2 separate regions of the Arabidopsis thaliana genome follow, and region 1 is linked to region 2. A link is a contact called in public capture Hi-C data. All regions are on one chromosome and are shown on one strand. The core of a region is the stretch at or near the end of the contact, and the rest is flanking DNA. Distances in the headings are between cores, read along the strand shown. Region 1 holds the start of AAP1 (amino acid permease 1). Region 2 holds the start of AT1G56630 (alpha/beta-Hydrolases superfamily protein).

Evidence for each region. Capture Hi-C pulls out chosen DNA fragments and counts their contacts.
Region 1: a capture Hi-C map of seedling shows a contact between it and region 2, with 2.0 times the contacts expected there. A contact is called at or near these places in 2 of 3 other capture datasets (root and seedling).

Annotation. Positions count from the first base shown.
Region 1 is chr1:21,670,894-21,677,677 of TAIR10.1, forward strand. It overlaps AAP1 (amino acid permease 1), which reads left to right and starts at 5,495. Exons shown (of 6, transcript NM_104616.5): 1 at 5,495-6,078. The coding sequence starts at 5,730.
Region 2 is chr1:21,222,293-21,229,123 of TAIR10.1, forward strand. AT1G56630 (alpha/beta-Hydrolases superfamily protein) reads right to left here and starts at 4,820. Exons shown (of 6, transcript NM_001333791.1): 1 at 4,348-4,820; 2 at 3,584-3,783; 3 at 3,265-3,298; 4 at 2,484-2,619; 5 at 1,873-2,383; 6 at 1,114-1,600. The coding sequence starts at 4,651. The coding sequence ends at 1,301.

The DNA of each region.
Region 1 (6,784 bases), core at 4,245-6,744, 450 kb after region 2:
ACACTGTTATTTTTAGAGGTATATGTGGGTAATTGTATAGTTTGGTCGACGGATCGGATTATTGCATGTAGGTCGGTCACTTAATTATCCTTTGAATTTAATTTGATAGAAGTGTCTTGCTCTTTCTTGTCGGAGAAGATGTATTCAATCGCATTAAATGCTAGTTTTGGAAATTGTTTTCTTTTACGGTATATTACTCTTAAACTAATTGATTTTCTCATATACTATTTTTTCTTTTGGGATTATTCGTTGTCATCTTTGCTTGACAGGCCGCTTGGGTTTGTATCATTGTAGTGTCCCGGGTAGCGGTTGGTGTTCGATTAACATGTTAATAAAGCACACTTATAAGTTATGATTGACTGATTAAAAAAAACAAAACATGATAAACATGATATAATACCAAAATCATGTTATTTATATAAAATATGTACAAAATTTTGTTATTTTTTTTTTAAATCACATGCAATATCACTTTCCAGTTATTTATATAATATTTACCGAAGAGAATGATTGATATCTAGTGACGAGAGCTTATCGGTTAAGACTGATCCTAGCAATAAAGCCATGCATTAGTTGTTTCGATATTCCATATTCCTAGAGAAGAGGTTTGAGAATGTACTAGATGATCGTCGACGTAGGAGCATGAGCGGATCCACTAAGAAGTAAGAACTTTATGAGGTCATGTGACACCGTTAAAATTTTAGTTTTAATTTCTTTTATTCAAATTTGGTTAGATTTAGTGGATGATCATAAAATGGTAAAAAAAGCACCATTTGACTCCGTTAAGATAGATACCCAATCTTTGTATGACCCGCCCTTATATTATTTTCTTTTAGCTTCTGATATTATTTCTATGTTTTCCCAACTTCAAATTACAAATTCTTCCATCTTACTTTTATACAGTCTTTATATTAAAAGTTTATCCTTATTTTTAAGCACTTGTTTTCATTATTTTCAAAATTTTATTTTAACCATATTTTATGCACTTTTTATTTAATGTTAGTTAGATTATATCCCGATGACCTTCATTTCTCAATTTAGTTTACTTGCGGAATTTGCTCAAAAAAAAAAAAATTTGCGAAAAAGACACATGCATTTTATTTAAGTGGCAGTTCTATATTTTCGAGTTGTAGCTTTGAAAAGGAAACATTTTTCACTATATTTTATTTCATCGGCATGGAAATTTGGGCGTAGAAATGGACTAACATATACTTAATATTGCAACATTTTTTTTTTTGTTAAAGACTACTAAAACAATCTAGGTACTTTCATTTCAATATATTCAACTTGAAATTATCAAATTTGTTCATGCTACACACCAAACTCAAACTTGCACTACTACACACCAAACTCAAAAGTAAAGGAAAAACAGAAAAATAAAATCACCTATCAGTTTGTTGTTGATCAGTCTTCACACCATAACACCTATATATAGCTTTGAGAACTACAAACCTTTCGGAAAGAAATAATATAAACATCAAAAACCTTTTTTTTTTGATAAAAAAAACATTGAAATCCTGTTTCACTCAGGTGTTCCTTTGTTTTGAACTACTAATTAACATATATATATATATATATATATATATATATACATAACCATTCCAAGGCATAACAATCTAAAATCTATCCCGGATAAATTTTTGTTAGATTTTTACTATTTATTTAACTATTTAAGGGCATTATTAATCACATTCCCTCTTTTTGTCAATGACTAGGTAAATATAAACCGAAATCTATAGAAATCCTTGATTACTTATACAAGGCAAGGTTTGCAAACCACATAGATTGTTTATAGTTATCAAAGAGGTTACGAGTGAAGGTTCATATATTTGAGAATTCGTTGGACCAAAAAATAAATGAGAAAATTCAGTGAATGACCTAAATCCATAATTTTCACATTCAAAATTTAGCATTGCAATGTTGGATTTAATCACTGTTTTCTTTTTGAAATTTATTTTTCCACTTTGTTTCCATCTTTATCTCTCTAATATTTTAAAACCTATAATGGATAAAAAGTTTATATCTTACATCGATTTCAAAATTGGGGCTACTTTACGCTCAGTTCTCCATCCGTGTACATAGTCAACATACACATATTAATATAAATGTTTCTTTCAGAACAATTTCAAATACAAAGAATTTTCAAATACGAGGCAACTCGTGAGATCAAATAAAACATTCTTCTGGACCATTACTTTTCCAAATAATAAAATAAACCATGTTATCAAGCCTAAGTATTATAGTTGATTAGACTTAATTATCTTGCATGAACCTAATAGCTTTTGGTTACAATTTTGCGTTAAGTGAAGATTCGCCACCACAAGTTTTGATTTTTTAGGCAAGGAACCTCAGATTCTCAGACGTTACACCTGTCTCCATATGCCATTTGTTGAAAGATTCATTAAGTGCCATTATTGCTTATTAAAGCTTTATTAAAAAAAATTAGGTTTCGAATCTTTCTAGAAATTATCGATTATAAATCAATGAAAACCATGTGAATATGTGATTCACCTAATACGTAACTGTAGACAAAGAAGTCAAACTTTCACATAAAAAGTTTTTTTGTTAATCATTATAAAATTAATCAGCCTTTGACCAATCAAAAAACATTCAGCCATTTTCTATACGATTTCAATGATTTTTGTTCATTCGTTGAAAAGAGTTTCACTGAACAATTGAAACAACTTGTCTCTTCAAGCGTATTAGAGCTATGAGAAAAAGGAGAAATATATCTTCTTTTTTTTTTTTTTTTTTTTTCTTTTTTTTTGGTAAACCAAGTAGAAATCTCTTCAGAAAACTATAAATGATGCTAATTATTGGTTTCCCGATTCGCTTACTCACAATTTGCTGCTTTATTAGAATTTTAGTACAATGTTTCTCTAAAAGTAAGTTTTTTTCGTCCGGGATATATTTTCATAATTATAGTTTTTTTTTTGGGATAAAATGTAAATATTATTACCAAAAGGAACAATTTCTTTACAAGAGCTTGGCGTAGCTAGTGGTTACAATTAGACTAAAAAAAGAAGATTAAAAAGCCTAATTATGAAAAGAAGTTGTGAAAAAGCAGAGATTACTCATGCGCAAACCATTGTTGAAGCAGATTTGCAAAAGATGGATGTTTACGACGAGCTAAAATTGTGTCTCTAATGTCTATCGACGTCTTTGAAAACCTTGAGGATCGTGGATGAGACATAGTTGTGCAAACGGTTGTTCCTCTCCTTCCAAGTCATGTTGAGGAACCGTTTATTTTTTATTTTATTGAAACAACAAGTTAAACCGAACTACTATTTATTGTTATTTGTTAATAGAGATGAAATTTCAAATCACATTTTTTTCTTCTTCTTATTTAACTAACAAGTAATAAATCACGATTTGTTTATAAGAAGCATCATGAATATAAACGAGAGCAAAAAGACGATGATCTTCATATATACAATTTCAATGATTTGCTGCTCATTCGTTGAAAGAGTTAAATTATATTAAACACTCGACACAACTTGACTTTTCAAACGTGGTTAGAGTTAGATGAAAAATGAGAAGTCTTTTGAGAAAACTATAAATGTTTTTAATTATTGGTTTCCAAATTCGCTTACTCACAATTTAATTCTTTATTAGACTTAAGTACCATGTTTCTCTATAACTAAGCTTTTTCATATTTAGATAAATTTTTTTTTTTTTTTCGTAATTAAAACAACTAGTTAAACCGAACTATTTTTGATTGCTAATAAAGATGATACTTTGTTTTTTGAGAAAGAATGAACATGATATTTCAACTCGATTTTTCTTCTTCTTATATTAAACAAGTAAATAAATCACCATTTGTTTCTAAAGAAGCAACATGAATATATATATAAATTAAAGAACGATGGACATCTATGTCACGGTCTAACATTTTTACTGGCAAAGGGCATTTGCATTATTTGACCTGATTGAGCATGATTAACCTTTATAAGATAATGTAATCTCTTAATAGCCAAAACCTACGTTTACGCTTTTACCCTTCATCCGTTTTTTTGTTCAACTTTTTACTTTTTGTTTCAGTCAACACACGTTTACTCTTCATCAAACTCAAACCTTAAATTTGTTTATTTTTTAGTTTTATTTTGGTAGAACATTGAAAACCAAAATTTGAAGATCAAATAAATCAAAGTTATTTATGGTAGATAAGTAGCTTCTCTCGTCGTTTCAAGATGCTTAAATAAGTAGTATCTTCTGACTTTCTGATTCCCTCAATTAACTGAAAGAATGGTTCAAGGATTTGTTAGCTCTTAGGATACATTATATATAAGCCGTTTGAAAAACAACTAGGTATGTTCGACCAAGTAGTACGAAAAACTAACTCCTAACTAAACGAGAAAAAAACATTAAGAGAATGAGAGTTCCAACATGATTTCTATTATTCTTGTATGAATGAGTTTATGAGAATTTGGAATAATTCATGAATCTACCCAAATTTTCATTATATATGGATTTATGAAACTTGGTAATTGATACGAAAGTATTTTGTTATTTTATTCTCGATATATTAACATTTTTTTTTTTTTTTTAAAAATAGTGTTTTTTTTTAACATGGGAGAGCACTTAACAGGACGGGTTCTCGCAGAAACGATATATATTTAGGTCAAATCTGTTTTATCGGGGTTATTAGATTCTCTTGGCCCAACTGTAGTGTCAAATATCAAACCGATGTTATCTTATTAAAAAATTATATTAACATCAACTTAAATTGTTAAATGATCTACATACATGAATTTTACCCCATTATTTATTTTTATTTGTCGTCTTCGATTGTCCATAATTTCTAATCTGTAATGCCAAATTTGATGATCTTCAACTCGTTAAAAAAACCAAACCATAGAGATTTTGTATATCCAATTTAGGGAATTCATTAGAGTTCAAGAAGTCTTCATAATTAGGTTGCATCTTTGAATACCTTTTTCTCATTTAGGCATAACAATATAATAATTTGTTTTTTGTTTTCATTTTCTTTTGGTGTCATCTTCAAAAATCTGTAAACCCAAAAGTTTGTATAACTTGTTTATTAAGATATTTTTAATTAAATTTTTTTTTTTGACATTTTTAAAAAATTATAAAGTGTTTTATGAATTTAAGGAGTAAATAATATTTATTTAGAACACTATAAATTAGTTTTACAAGTTCTTAGAAATGTATCTGTAAATTTCAAAAAGGAAAAATATAGCATTTAATTTTGAAGATTTTTTTCTACATTATATATATGATAAAAATATTGTATTTTGTACTTTGTAGTTACAAAAAGTCATTATATCAACAAATCTAAATATAAAATATTTTTCTATATATTACTCCAAATTAACTGTCAGAATAAAAAAGAAGAATAATTATTACAGAATCTGAACATTAAAATCGTCCCTCCATATGTGGTCTCTGTCTAGTCCAAAAGCAATTTACACATCCCAAGCCGAAACTATATTAAATAAACATTTTTTTTTCTTTAACTAAAACATTTATAACATTTAACAATAAAAGTTAAAAATCGAACACGTATAACGTATTTTTTTACGTATACGTCTTGTTGGCATATATGCTTAAAAACTTCATTACATACATATACAAGTATGTCTATATATATGATATTATGCAAACACAAATCTGTTGACTATAATTAGACTTCTTCATTTACTCTCTCTCTGACTTAAAACATTTATTTTATCTTCTTCTTGTTCTCTCTTTCTCTTTCTCTCATCACTATGAAGAGTTTCAACACAGAAGGACACAACCACTCCACGGCGGAATCCGGCGATGCCTACACCGTGTCGGACCCGACAAAGAACGTCGATGAAGATGGTCGAGAGAAGCGTACCGGGACGTGGCTTACGGCGAGTGCGCATATTATCACGGCGGTGATAGGCTCCGGAGTGTTGTCTTTAGCATGGGCTATAGCTCAGCTTGGTTGGATCGCAGGGACATCGATCTTACTCATTTTCTCGTTCATTACTTACTTCACCTCCACCATGCTTGCCGATTGCTACCGTGCGCCGGATCCCGTCACCGGAAAACGGAATTACACTTACATGGACGTTGTTCGATCTTACCTCGGTATGTTTATATTTTTTTCCCCTTTATTTAGTTTTTCTTGTAAAGTAAATTGATAGAATATCAAAAATATGAAAAAAATTCATATGTCATAAAGCAAACACAAAATTCTTGACCAATTTATTACCATGACTTCATAAGATTCTCTATCTTTTGTTTTCTTGTGAAACAGATTGTTTTTTAAAAATCAACACTTTATACACCAATTTTTTTATTTTTTTTGTCAAAAAGGGTTCTTTACGAAATTTTCATTTTTGTTAAAAAAGTAACTTTTTTTTTGGTTTAAGGTATGGTTCTGTTTTATTTGATACTGTACTTTGTGTAGTATTTTAGTTTAGGATGACTTCTGTCGGAAGAATTATTGAGGTTAGAAAAGCAAAATTAAATAATTATTAAAGATTGATGTCGATCAATAGCGACAGTCCTGTTTTGCATCAATTTGAGATACAACAAGTTTGGTGTTTATGAGATACTCATTGATATTACAAAAAATGTGATGCTTTGGTTATATCTTTTCTCAAAGATATATCTAATGGGAAAAATTGTTTGTTTTTGTGGCCTCTATTATTATTAAGAAAAAAAATATTCTACTCCATATGTTATGTTTGGTTCATTAGAAATTAGAGATTTGTGCAACCAATTGTTTGTGGATAGAATTGAAGATGTAATAAATGGAAATTTCTTATTTTCTGTGTTTCCTTTAAATCCC
Region 2 (6,831 bases), core at 3,570-6,069:
CAAAATTAAATTATGTATTTGGTATTTTGTATATATGATCAAAGTGAATCTGGACCATAATAAATGGATTGAGGTGGAAATTTTAAGAAAAAAAGAACAACAAATTCACAAATTAAAATGTGAATAAGAGCATTTGAATATACCAGGAAACATTTGCAGACTAAATTTGAAAAATAAAACTTAATAGAGAAAATTCAGTCAATTTCGAATTTTTATTATTAATTTGAATTATATGTAATTAAGTATATCAGGAAAACATAGCAATATATGAAACTAAGTATATTAGGATTACATAACAATATCTGAAACTAACCGCCAAAGAAATCTCACAAATCCTTCAAACAATCCTCTCTTCATATGTAAACATTAGGACTCAATTTAGCCCAAAAATCAAATACTCAAAAGACTTTAAGAGATATACCATATATATAATCATTGAGGAGAATTTGCACGAATTATAGATACCATGGTACAATGGCACCACAATTTGAGTTCTACACGACCTCCATCCATCAGTTCATCTGCAAAATGTATAATTATTTGACTTAAATATAATTTAATATTTTGCACAAATCCTAGGAATTGAATTTATAATTTGTGTTTATAAGTTATTATAAACCGGTAGGAATTTTAACAAATTTGGGTCCAAAAATAACAAATCTTTTGAGATAGTAAATTAAGATTGTAGTATTTCATCAATTCTTTTTGCATCTTGGTGCACTGACTTGTTCGCTTCTCTATCATTACAGCTTCTATTACTTTTTTTAAACGTATGCTCTTCGCCTCTTCCATTATATCAAACTTAGCTAGTCTTGTTTATTGCAATTTTGTAATATATATTTAATGTTTGATCCCATCACATTGTTTTCTTTTTCTTCACATTATCCAATTCATTTTTTTTATCTTAGTTCTCGTAACTCATACTTCTATTGAACAATGTTTTGTAGATTTGATATGTTATAGCTTTTTGTAAAAATCTTTCAATCTTCAAAACCGGTACTATTGATGAACACAAAAGAGAAGATAAGATGAACACAAAAGAGAATATAATGCACTTTACCCAAAAAAAAAGAAGAAACAAATACGTTAATTACTACCCATTTTATTATACTTTTCCCATTTATTGAAAAATGATCATATTTTTGTTTTATTTTTCGGAAAATAATGAAAATAATCTAAAACCAAACAACACATTATATTAAAACAAAAGCAACTACGAAGAAAGTGTTTAAGAAAGATAGTATAAAGTGTGAACACACTAGTTATAAAACGAAATCTTGTAAAAACGATGGAGCCACCTTTAGTTTCTCAAGAGGGCAACATTGAGGTCATCATCAGGTAAATTTTGAGAATCAGGTACCTGAGGAGGAAAGTTTCCCAAAAGAGCAACATTGACGTACTCATTAGGAAAATGAGCAGGAAGTCCCGGAATCAACAATGCGACAAGTCTAAAACACGTCAATAACCATCCTTCTCTGTATTCTCTACCTTGCCAACAAGATATGATGAAACTCCTTATCAACTCCCACACCGCGTTTATTATCTTCGGTATAACCCAAAAGATATTGAAGTAGTTTTTGTTTGGCTCCTCTTCTTCTACCTGAACATTATATCAAATAGTTATCATCAGTTGGGATAAATAGAAATTCATCATGGAACTCTGCGGAAACAAGACAAGAATTCTCGTTTTTCATATCTCAATATATACATTTATATTCAAAATTATATATATATATGAATGATATTTTGATCTTTAAATATTTATAGAATATTTTGATACGAAACGATAAAACTTAAGAAACAAATTTCAAACACTAATCAAGAGTGATTAATTCAAGACGATAAAATCATTAAGAGTAATTTATTACCAACCTTTCCTTTGTAGAAACTGTCACAGTAGAGGCAGCCCCCAAAATGTTTGAACATGAGTGTCTTGTCGTCAAAAGGCAACCTAGGAACCATGTCGTTGCAATAAACATATCTTTTGTACTTCACGTCAAACTCCTTTAACTTGTCTTTCATATAAATACCGAAATCCTCGTCTCCTACGCGTGGCTGCCCAAATGTGTAAACTCCTTCAAGTCTCTCCAACATTTCCTTCTCATCATGCATAATTAACACGGCTGTGAACAGGATCGCTAGGGCTCCACCTAGGCTATGTCCGGACAGGATAAACTTGGATGTTGGGTTTTGTTCGAAAACCTCTTTTAACTGACGTAAAATTGTGTAGTATGCAAGTTGACTTGTTTTATTTTGGGTTTGGTCAGAGTTTATTTCTTCATACCATCCTTCTTTCGGAAGGCCTAAAGCTTTCATGAATCCGCCGTGGATCTTTCCCACATTCATAACGTTGTGCCTATTTTTATTCATAACAATCTCGTACCTATTTTTGAAATCAGCATTAGTTTGATTAGGAGAAGCTAACGTCGAACCTAACCGAATAAAAATTAAACCAACCTAAACCTAAGTATTCAGTATATTACCAAGAGAGATCAAGGTCTGTACACCAATCATCGGCGTTGAAAGGATCGGTTCCTCTAAAACTGACGACGATAAGGTTCGGATTGTCTTTTGTGTCCCTTATAACAATCACCTCTGTTGACCTCGTTTGATCAAAATCTGAAAAGCCCAAACAAAAAGTAGAACTATATTATAAATAAAAAAACAAGTATTATTACTTCAGGAGAAGACAAAATTTTAAAATTGAATTAAGAATCGTAGATACTAAGTATAAAACAACTATAATGCATATATTTATCAACGAAATATATGTTTCTTACAAAACAAATCAACGAAATATAGAGAAGTAAATAATGAAAAAAAAAAAAGTGAAGTAAAGAATCACAATATTGATCCCTTTTTAACTCACTTGTCCCTTTTAAGAATTGTCGTTGTCATATTTGGATAATAAATATATATCAAATTATACAACAAGTCATAACATTTTCTTAAATTCACCCAAAATCATACAATTGTATTGAAACTTAAATCATTTAATATACGAAGTTGAATAAACTTCTAAATAATTTTTTCAATGGATTTGTAAACCCGAACAAGTGAAAGATACTATAAATATATAAAATTTCTTAGGTCATTAACTCATTATTGATTTGACTAATATGGGAATCAATCATGTTGGTAAGAAAACGTAAAATCTCCCACATATCAGACGGTGTTTTAATTTCACGTGATTTCTGCATTTTTGGTCCAACAAAGTTAATTATACATTATACTTATACTATAAGAAAAGGAAAGCAATCTCACCATTCGGACAGCTGTAGAAACCCAATAAGTCCATCTTTGCCACAACAAAATAAACAAATAATAGTGATCATAAGTGATATTATTATCCTCAAAATGAAAGACAACATGCATGATCATGGTCATATATACTTGCAAGTTATAAGACAAAGTTAATTAACTCGATCAACAGCTAAATGTTTGACCAAAAAACTAAAAAGATACAGCTAATAACTCTGCACTAGTTGTCGTATTTTATATGGAAAATTTCTGTATAAAGAGTTGTGAAAAATAATCAAGGAAAAATATAGTTAATAAAAATGAAAGAGTTAGTTAATAAAACCTGCCAATGGTCTTGAAGAACGGATCTGATAAAGTGTTCGTTCTCGTAAGCCAGCTTAGAAGCCATAATTGACAACAGTGGTTTGTATCTTTCATCTCCTATCTTTATGCTCCGGCCTAAACCTAACTCTACTTTTTGGTCTAGGTTTCCGTTTATGGATGCAAATGTCGCTGATGTTTTTTCCGGCCAAATAAACCTTCCTGAAAAAATTACGAAAGTAATATAAATGTGAAACAAAGGTACATGACCCACGATACGATAATTATTCGACAGATCATGCACACAAAATTTAAACCTAAGTGGTGTGAATTTGCTATATACATACAAAGATAATTTACAGATTAATCAACAAAAAAAAGAAGAAGATAATTCACAGAAAATATGGTTGTATTTTCGTAAGTAATCCATTTACAACCAAAATGAATTTAAAAAATGGCTGTGTCTTGCCATAATTAAGTAATACCCTCATTTTGATTATCTCCTAGATGTTGTTTCTGTATATTCAATCAATTAAAAAGATTATGACAAAAAAAAAAAAAAAAACTTTTGGAGCAACTTACTACTTCAGACCTCAGTCACGCATAATATGATTTGAAGAATAATTCAGAGTAACCATCACTATCGAAATGAAGAAATTAGTATGTATACAATTCTATATTCACTATGTATAATGTAATGTCTAACTTTGAAAACCCTTTAGCAAAAAAAAGTAATGTCTAACCGAACTATAAGTTCTAAACAAGAAAGTCAAAAGAAAATATAACCTTTGACAAGATTTAGGAATATCTTGAAGAAGCCACCATTGGAAGAAGGAAGGTTGAGCCAAAAGCCAAGAGCGAATCCCAAGAACGAGAGAGGTTTCCTGAGGATAATCAAGAGTTTCTGAACAACGATGGATACAAAAATGATCCACCGTCCCCTGAATTCGCAAAGACGATTCTCAAGATTCTCTACCGAAGTATCAACGAACTTTCTATTCTCGAGATCCGAGTAGAAGAGAAGACGCATAAGATCCGTAACCGTGGCTTCTCTCGGATCAAGAACAAAATAATTTTTGGGTTGAACCATTTTTGTTGTTTTTCGTAGTTTAATTATACTGTCAACGTTTATTTAGCTTTGAAACATGGAAGAGTTTCTATGCAAGCTAAAGTCACGATTAGTTTCTATACAATTGTGTAGTTATAATGTTCAACAAATATATTTAATACCGTGATCGACTCTACGCTTGGATTTGTATTGAGGGTCCATGACTATTCTATACAATGAATTAATATTTTTCTTAAACTAATCAAATAATTAATCGTAAACGTAATTCGCAGTCACGAAAAACTGTAATGTCGTAAGCCCTCTCATGGGATAAAGGTTTGTCATATTGACTATAATTAAACTTAACTGACCTGGTGTGTAACATGTTACCTTATAATTTGAACTAACATGTGTTACCAAATTTTGAATTGCAATAACTGGTCAAAAATTGATTGATACAATTTATGACCATTTCGCTGGTCAGAAAATTAGTCGAAATTCGACATGTTTTGTTGTAATGTGCATCAACATATAACTCTCTCTTAGTTAAATGGGTTGAGGCTGTTGAGCCCAAACCAAGAATCCTATTACCAGATACCCGAATTGAAGGCTAAGCGGATCCTCAAAATAGATCTAACTTTTAGATTGTTTTTAGGGCCCAGCATTTGAAGTGTATACTTTTACCACCACGTACGGAAAGTCCAGGAGATCCTCTGTCAAATACAATATTAGTGGCTTTGGTGAGTTTTAAGGTGTTATTTGGCTTTAGATAAACAAACTCTTCTCGTGATGTCATGCATTTAACAATACTTAAATCTCAAAGTCCCTTAATTTCTCTAAGCAATAACCACAATTCTTTTCACAAGCTAATTGATAGATCATCTTAAAGCTTCTGATCAAAAAATTCACAAGATCATTAATATTTAAAGACCTATTAGTTAATATTTTTCAGAAAAGAGTTAATGAAATGGTTAGCATTAACCAACATAAATACATAAATATGTTATTTTTAATATTTTTTTAAGAAAAGAGTTAATATTGCTTTTAATAAAAGGGTGAGGCATTGTCTCCCCTCCTCTTACTAAAAAAAACAAACATAAATATTGAAAAGTTGGAAACAAAAAAAAGATTTGGCCAAACAAATAATATTTCACACAGGACCCCAAGCATGGGTGCGTTTCACATTACCTCCAAGGCCCGGTTTTGTATGGAATTGAATTTAGTCATTAATGTTTTCGCATATACGACATTGAACATGTTGGAATTTGGCTAGAATCTGGCTAGTCCTTTTCTGTCCTCTCGTTGGACTTGGACTGGAGAAACTCATGAGTCGTGCTGTTACACGTATAAGTATCGAATTATACACACACATACGTACAAAATGTATTTTGTTTTTCTTTTTCTGATAAATAATACACTTTCAACGGCTACGGTGAGAAGTTGAGATGTCATGCCAAAGAGATATAGACGTTTCCTAATGTTAGATCTCTATTGCTTCATTGATTCACTATACACATATGCTACAAAGTTAATTTTGATACATGACAATACCTATGGTCCATAACTTATGATAGTAACGACAAGACGTTCTTTTAAGATATGGCGAAAATTTCCATGTTTTTTTCTTTGTTTTTTGTCCTACGCATTAATAAGTTCAACCCGAAGAAATTGGATCATACTTGCCAAAAGTTTTGCTTGAAGTACATAAAACTTATTATTTTATTTTCTAGATTTAAGTAATTACCGAAAACAAAGAAAACAAAACAAAAAACTTAAAAAAGAGATATATTGATTGGCTATATCAGTAAATAAATTATTATTTCTTTTAGAATTAAAAGTTTCATAGATTTTAGAAACACACATATATATATATATATATATACCACATACAATAACTCATAAGTTATCGTTTTATCTATTGTATAATCGTTAGTTTTCACTTTATTAGATCCTTTTTTTTTGAATACCAGGAGATTCTAGGCCGAAACCCGTAATCCCCCAGGCCCGAAACCACAATATGTAATATTAGTTTCGTTTCAAGCGTCACTCGAACCGACAACTTCTAAGCTCCGGCTAGGATCTTTACCAATTGAGCTAATGACACTTGCTTATTTAATCGCCGTTGCTCGACATACCATCGTTTTTGGACAAGACTAGCTAGTTGTTTTTGTTGTTGATTGAAACAATATTTCGTTATTATTAATTGTTGACTAATAACTGAC